2 separate regions of the Pan troglodytes genome follow, and region 1 is linked to region 2. Evidence: chromatin contacts called from public Hi-C data. All regions are on one chromosome and are shown on one strand. Each heading gives the region's core, a stretch centred on a gene start, on an enhancer-like site or on the middle of the called end of the contact. The rest is flanking DNA. Distances are from core to core; before and after follow the strand shown. Region 1 has its middle 210 kb from the start of MIR99A. Region 2 has its middle 350 kb from the start of USP25.

The links. Hi-C and Micro-C count contacts between places; a contact is called where the count stands out from the background.
Region 1: a Hi-C map of stem cell-derived neural progenitor cells shows a contact between it and region 2, with 3 times the contacts expected there. The contact joins two enhancer-like sites. A contact is called at or near these places in 3 of 7 Hi-C or Micro-C datasets (induced pluripotent stem cells, a lymphoblastoid cell line and stem cell-derived neural progenitor cells).

The regions. Positions count from the first base shown.
Region 1 is chr22:17,387,914-17,391,724 of NHGRI_mPanTro3-v2.0_pri, forward strand. No RefSeq gene overlaps it. Among named protein-coding and RNA genes, the nearest start is that of MIR99A, 210 kb to the right of the region's middle. Within about 2 kb of position 1,963, at least 2 of the 24 cell types and tissues checked have an H3K27ac peak or open chromatin away from gene starts, as enhancers often do. A contact at or near this core is called in stem cell-derived neural progenitor cells, where this site is marked.
Region 2 is chr22:17,125,982-17,129,647 of NHGRI_mPanTro3-v2.0_pri, forward strand. No RefSeq gene overlaps it. Among named protein-coding and RNA genes, the nearest start is that of USP25, 350 kb to the left of the region's middle. Within about 2 kb of position 2,395, at least 17 of the 24 cell types and tissues checked have an H3K27ac peak or open chromatin away from gene starts, as enhancers often do. A contact at or near this core is called in stem cell-derived neural progenitor cells, where this site is marked.

The DNA.
Region 1 (3,811 bases), core at 713-3,212, 260 kb after region 2:
AGACATAAAATAGTGGCAAAAGACAGTGTTCCTTCTCCAGAGGTGAAGACCTGAGTCCCAGCTGGGAGACATGTATCAGTTTCTGTGCCTGGGAACTTCACATCTTTGGCACCTATCTTGTGCTCAGTGTAAGTCCAGCATTAAGATATATGTATTTTTCCTACTGCATAGCATCTAAATGGAAACCAGTCATATCATTAACTGGTTAATTAACAGATAACAAAGAAGCCAAATTAAAAAACAAAAATAAAAATTCTGCCTTTATTAGACTAATTGAGAGGCCCCAGGTTTTCACCATGCATGGTTGCTTTAGAACCTAACTCCCCAGGAAGATGTGGCTCCATTCTGCTAGGAAGCAGTCTAGAGCAGCACTATGCAAAGTGGGGTCCATGGGCCAGGCCCTTCTGAGAACAGTTCGATACCCATTAGAAAACATGGAAGTACAAAAATAGAGAGTAAGCCTTTAGAAAATTTCATAGAAAATCAACCCAACATTTGTGTCTGTTGATTCAAGTAATAAAATATGAATGTTTTAATGTCAGTTTTTACATTTAGTTTCTCTAGTTATCCACTTTTACTGTAAATTGGAAAACATTACTTCATGATTTAGGAAAAAAATAGTCTGGCTTAGACCACAGTTAGTTTGAGAAGCACTGGGGTAGCACTTTTAGAGTTTCAACACAGATCAATATAAGACAAGTGTGATCAATGGCAAAAGTATTTTCAATCCCTTGAAACATCAAGGCAACAATGAGGTTGCATAATTATATCCCTAAAGAAGTTTACATCTTTATTAATAAGCTTTGTCCTCTCTCTTTTCTTAAGTATTTACGTAAAAACATTCTGAACGCAAAAAGTCATATTGAAACACTAAATAGAATGTCAGTAGAATTGCATTTGTATGTGTTAAAATCCTATTGTCATTTTACTATAAACTTCTTCTCTCCTTGCTGTTATTGCTTAACTTCTATAGGGCATTTGTATGTGGCCTTCTTAAAACATTTACTGGAAAGAAACTTAATAAAAATAAATTTATCAATCCAAGATGTGATTTCTCATGAGAATCTTGAATATCTGCATTTAGAAATTATATATATGGTCATTTATAGAAAAAAGGAAAGATCTCCTTAAAAACTGGAATAAGAAAATGATTTATATAGTCATGCTAACAAAATATCTTATTTTAGCAACCACCTGTCTATCACTCTTATCAGTGAAAATTATTCATAAAATAGCTGCTCCTTATAACTAGGGGTAAGAGATACGCAAACAAGACTGCTTTTAATCTTGAAAAGCATGCAAAACAAAATTGAAACATAGACATCAAAAGAGAAAAACTGTTCTCCAATTTGTCACCAAGTCATTGCTCCCTATATTAAGTCCAGCTCAGCTATTCACGAAACCCTCACTCATTGTTTGCAGTGCCCTGTAGCAAGCTGGAAGTGTCTTTATATGTATTATTAAATTGCCGTTACTGCCATCTAGTGGGAAGAAATACTCCCTGTCACTATGTCAGGGATTGTACATAAAGCCCTAAAGTTCTAAGTGTAAAGGGAAAGCCACAGTTTGTGTGAATCGCAGAGAGCAAAATGGCAAACTGAAGACACAATCTCATGACAATACAGACATAATAGACATCTATTCACCGAATAAGTTAAAGAGGTATGTGGGACGAAAAGAAAGGGTGTGGGGAATGCATGCATTCACGAGAATTCATTTTGTGTACACCCAAAATTACATCTAAAGTATTATTTCTTATTGTTCACAGGTTACCTGAACCAGGACATTTTATTACATGTAGACTTATTTTGTCTTTACCTTTTGAATGTAGATGGATTGTTTTGCATATGCTTATTAAGTCTTAAAAATGAAGACAGCTTAGATCTGTTCTTAAAAGGTAAGGTTCGTACGAAACACTGTAACGAGGCAATCTTGTTACAATGCAGATTCAGACTCCCCGGGGGTCTGCATTTCTAGCAGCTCTTAGGTGATACCATGCTCCTGTTTATAGTCAGACCATACTTTAGGCAGTTACAGGCTTCGAGTAGGTTACCAAAGGGAAGGAGTCCAGAAATGAAGCAAACTCCCCCACAGAGTATATTTCACCTCGTTATCTTGTTATAATGTAATAGACTAGTTCATTCAATGGCCTATACAGTCAAATTGCCAAATTCATTTCTTGAGTTTGTTGCTTAACTATGTAGGTAAACTTGGACAAGATATTTCACATCTCTATGACTTAGTTTCATCATCTGTGAAATAAAATAAATCATAACTAAATATATATAAATAGACATACATAAATAACTATCTCATGGTTCTTATGGGAAATAAATGAGCTAAAATCTCAGGATGAGCCATATGAAATTGCCCTCTTTATAGATGAAAAATAAACATCCACAATTTTATATAGTTAAAACTAAGTATGTAAATTATTTAGTATAATATGTAGCACCTAGTGAACAATAAATGTTAGTATCAGCAACAGTTGTCACTGGGCAAATTCATAGACACATGAATATACTCACACCCTAAAAAGTTTCTTTCAATGAAGAAAGTTTTGACATCAAATACACATTATGCAGTAGCACATATAAACCACGAGGACATAAAAAAAACAAAGACTCTGGATAAAATTAATAATATGATAAGCCTGTTCTGGGGAAAATAGGCCATGAAAGTATCTATTGTTTTCTAAATTATTAGAGCAAGCATACTTCATGTTTTTGAATTCTTTGTCGTTCTTATGCTGTAAACATTTTTACATGATTTCAAGCTATGTTACATTCCTTAGTTGTATGGTGAATCATAAAATGTGTGATAAATTATTTATATTTATAAAGTTTTGCCTCAAATAATAGCATTTAGCACTGTGCTTTGATGAAGGGACATTCATTTGTATGAAAAGCAGTTCTGCTTCTTCTGAGTACATTTAGTCACTTTGCTTAAATGAATAGATATTTCCTAATTTTGACCCTCAGGTTTTAAACTTTGCTTGAAGTGTACTAATTTTTGCTCTTATGAAGTATTGTTGGTGAACTACAGAGAAGCATGTAACATACTATAAAACTATAAACTTTTAAATTATGAGTTAGAATCCGGTTGGTATTAACTTAAATTGATGTTAATGGTTACATATACAGGCTATCAACTGAGATATATTGTAATTCTTTCTAAGAAGTCCTTCTTTTTCTAAAATTTGAAATCTTTTCAACCTTTTGATGTATATGAAATATTTGTTATAAACCTGTTTTATAATGAAAGTAATTTTTATTACCACGTAGTTTAGAGACTAAACTTGTAAGTTTCAAGGTTAGTGGAAGAAAGAATTTAAGCCACTATAATCTATTCCACATGGGCAACAAAGTACATTTAAGGAATAAAACTATTAGACTATATTTATTGAATGATGAAACTCAAGCTGGTGTTATATAAAGGGATGAAGGAATTACTGAATTCTCTTTTTTTTGTTTTTTGAGATGGAGTCTCGCTCTGTGGCCCAGGCTGGAGTTCAGTGGCACTATCTTGGCTCACTGCAACCCCCACCTCCTGGGTTCAAGTGATTCTCCTGCCTCAGCCTCCCGTGTAGCTGGTATTACAGGTGCCCACCACCATGCCTGGCTAATTTTTGTTAAATTCTCTTTTCCAAAGATGCAATACTATTATTCTGTTGCAGCAACAAAAACTGGGTATACACACAAAATAATTGAAAACATGATATTTATACATCTAGGCTCATGTCAGCATTATTCACAACAGGCAAAAGATGGAAGCAATCCAGATGTTCATTGGAAAAATAAAATATGGTGTG
Region 2 (3,666 bases), core at 1,145-3,644:
TTACATATATGATTTCAGGTATTTCGATTTCAATGTGTGTAGCAGTTCAGGAATACAAATGCAGTATTTTCTTATATTATTTGTGTTTTTTATGATTGAGCCGTATGATCTTTTCGTTTAGTTAGGAATTTGCCTTCCCCATCCCTCCTATTAAAACTTGATTTTTGGAAAGTATAGATAGAAGAGCTGTGCTTTTCTTTTAAAATGCTTATAAAATTCAAAAGCAACTGGAATACGTTTTATGATACAAATTTTACATATATTTAAAAACCAGGACTACAAAATATAAATTTATAAAAATTTATAAAAAACGATTGGGATTCTTTCTCTTTGGAATGATTATATGTTATAAACATACAGCCTGTGAGTATAAATAGGTTACTGTTTCTCCTAATGTGCCTACTTTAATGATGAATTGCATTCCTGATTACAGAATCATGAGCTAGAAATCAAAGTACACCAATAAATACAGGCAAACATTGGTAAAATTCCGACTTAGAAAATAATCAAAGCTTAAAGCTTAGCATTCTGATTTGGAGCAAGAAATATGTAAATTGTGAAATAATGAGCAGCTTCTGAGCACACCCCTTTTATTTTACCTGCAAGGACCTGAGTCAGAAGTCTGCATTTCAAAATGCTTATTTTTTTTTACAGTGTGGATGAATGGCCAGGAATAATACAAATTGGCTTTACTTTCCAAGTTTATTATACTTAAACATTTGTTGGCAGGTTAGCGACATCATTTACTATATAATGAGGTAAACCCCAAATGAAAACCCCAAACATCTTCTCTTCCTGGTCATCATAGGCTGCCATTCTTCCCCTAGAAATTAATACATCTGTATGCGGGATCGTGCCTTCTCATCCCCTGCTGCAGAATCCTCGGTCATAACAGCTTTTGTGTTCATGAATATGTAAATGTAACATGCATAAAATAAAATAAAAAAGCAGACAGTTTCTACCACAGACTGCCTAACTGTGTTGAACTAATACGCAAAAAGCGAAGATTTAATTTTTCAAGCATTTTGAGTCAGTGTTTCAAGGCATGACATAATTATGTAATATAAAAATACATAAATTAGGCATATGCAGATGTGCATGACAGTTAGACTCGAAATAAATCGGCATGTAGTCATGGCTATAGTGATTCATGCAGATTCACTTACTCCTTCACTCTGATGCCTAGTAATACGGGGTAAATGCCTTAGGTCTTTAATGACCTTGTATTTACTGACTAGATTCTACTCCCATACCTCACCCCAATAAATGACTAGGAAAATGTTTAAATAATATGTATTATTTGTATATGTATGTATATATATATATTATACACACACATATGCTTTTTTCTTTTGAAGGGGAAAAGCGATGGCTATATTCCACTGAAGTATTCTGGAGGAAGCCGTGGGAAGAAAATTGGTGGATTTTATTATTGAAATAAGCAGGCATGTTCATGCATATTTTTACGGCATGCATGGCTATGCGCCACTCTGTGCAAACAGTGCTATTGCAGCTTGTGCGCGGTAATTAGGTTGATGTAATTATGGTGAAATAAAGGCAGTCGCACTGATAATTTCACAGTGAATATTAAAGACATATGTGCCTTCCAGTGTACAATAAATGAACCTGAACTGCTGTCAGGGTCTAGGAGGACAGTGTGGCCAATGCACCTATTGTGTCCCTGCTGCAGAAAGGAGCCTGCCGATTGGCCACTGTCTGCAGCACATAGCACTGGCTGGTTATAAAGGACTTGTCTAGGGGAGAGCCTGTAGGTACTCCATTGTCTGGTAAAGTTCATATGACTGCATTCTTTTCGCAAGGGGGGTGGAGGGAGAGCGGGGAAGGAGGGGGTGTCAGCTCAACTGTAAAAGCTGCACAGATTTTTTTTCTTTCTCTCTCTCTGCCTCTCCATAGATCGTTTCTGTTTCATGCCCTGTCTCATTTTGCATAGCTAAAAAAGAATGCTAATTAAGATCCCTTGTCTTAACCTGAAAAATAATGACTCGGCTGTAATTAGAAATCTGGTGAGAGTTTAAAAATTCTGGTAGGGGACCAAAAACATCAGTTACGGTGCTTAGGAAGAAAATGAAGAATTATTTTTCTGTAATCAAGGTAAACATGGGAGAGGGGGGTTCCCCCCATCTTTTTAACCAATTTTAACCAATGGTGTTCTACTGCAGATGAGAAGATACTGTATTTCAAAAACTATTTTAACCATCAAATTGAAGGAACACAAATCAGTAGCAATAGAAGCCTTCTTAATCCTCCTTAGGATGCAATTCAGATGAAAGAACTGCTTTTTCTATTTTTCTTTTTGTATGTGTGTGTTATAGATGGATCTGAGAACGCTGTCTGGGCTTGGTGCCAAGGGCTGGTATTTCACAGCAGCGACCGCCTCACAGACGAGCTGTGGGAAGCAGGAGGGAGACTCTCTCTTAGGGTGCCACTACTATGGAGACACAGCTGGGCTGAACAAGATTTGCTTCAAACGACAACAAGAGAGACAGAAAGTATCTGGTTCAACCGCTGCCCGAGCAGGCAGGCACCAGAAGAGCTAGCAGCCAATCCGGCCATGCTCGAAGCCAGCTCTGCAGCTCAGCCAATCAGTGACATCATTGGTGAGAAACTCATTTACATCATGCAGTAATGAACTTTGTTTAACATAGACTTCCCCCTTTCCTGTCACCCCCCCCCCTTTCCATATTAGGTCCTTCCATTAATTATTCTGCTGGCATAATTTAATCCGCTATGCAAAAATGTGGCTACATTCTCTCTGATGGCTTTTACCTTCCCCCCCCGCCCCCCCTTGGTGTCTGCCGTCACTGAAAGTGATTCTGGGTACAATTCTATTTTGTTTTGAACTTGCAAAAATTATCTTCTCTTTCTTAAAAAAAATTCTTAACAACATTAAACCTCTGTTTATATTGTCTGATCCCTCTTCTTATGAATGAATACATGCTTCTCCAAGTTGGGGTTCAGAATTGTACAAGGTAACAGAGAATAAGGTGTGCATTGCCATGAAAGTTGCAGGTTTTTCTAACAATCTGTATCTTAGAACTTCCTTTAACGTTTCCAGATTTTATGCTGCAGTGGCCATTTTACATACAGTGCTTTATCCAAAAAGCACTTGTATGCATCTGTCACATGGAGGAAAGTTCACTCTTGTTATATTTCATTCTCCAGTGCTCTCAGCCAACATTGTCATTTTATTAATGAATAGAACTGAGGTCATTTCTGGACAAATCTCCCCCTTCCCATCCCAGCACAATGCACCTGATTTGCATCCATTTACTAGAAAAACTGAATACAAGAACCAGCTTGAAAGGAAGTTAAGGGACCAGCTTACGTATTATTTTGGAATATATTGCAGTAATACAGTTTGTTTTTTTAAAATGTGTAATATTTAACATTTGCCTTAGTGTTTCTATAAAAATGCCTGGTCTCCATTTGCAATGTAATACCTTTAGCAAATTTATAGGATTGTTACATAACCAAAGTAGATCAAATTAAATAACGTTCACAAATGAGTTCATTTATCTGCAGAAAACCTGTGGAAATACAATTTTGCGTTGCACATTTGTATTTAGTTGTCAGGGATAAAGTCATTTGTTCTATAGATAACTTAAAGAGGCTGGAACATGTGGCATGTGAAGATTTCAGGTTGCT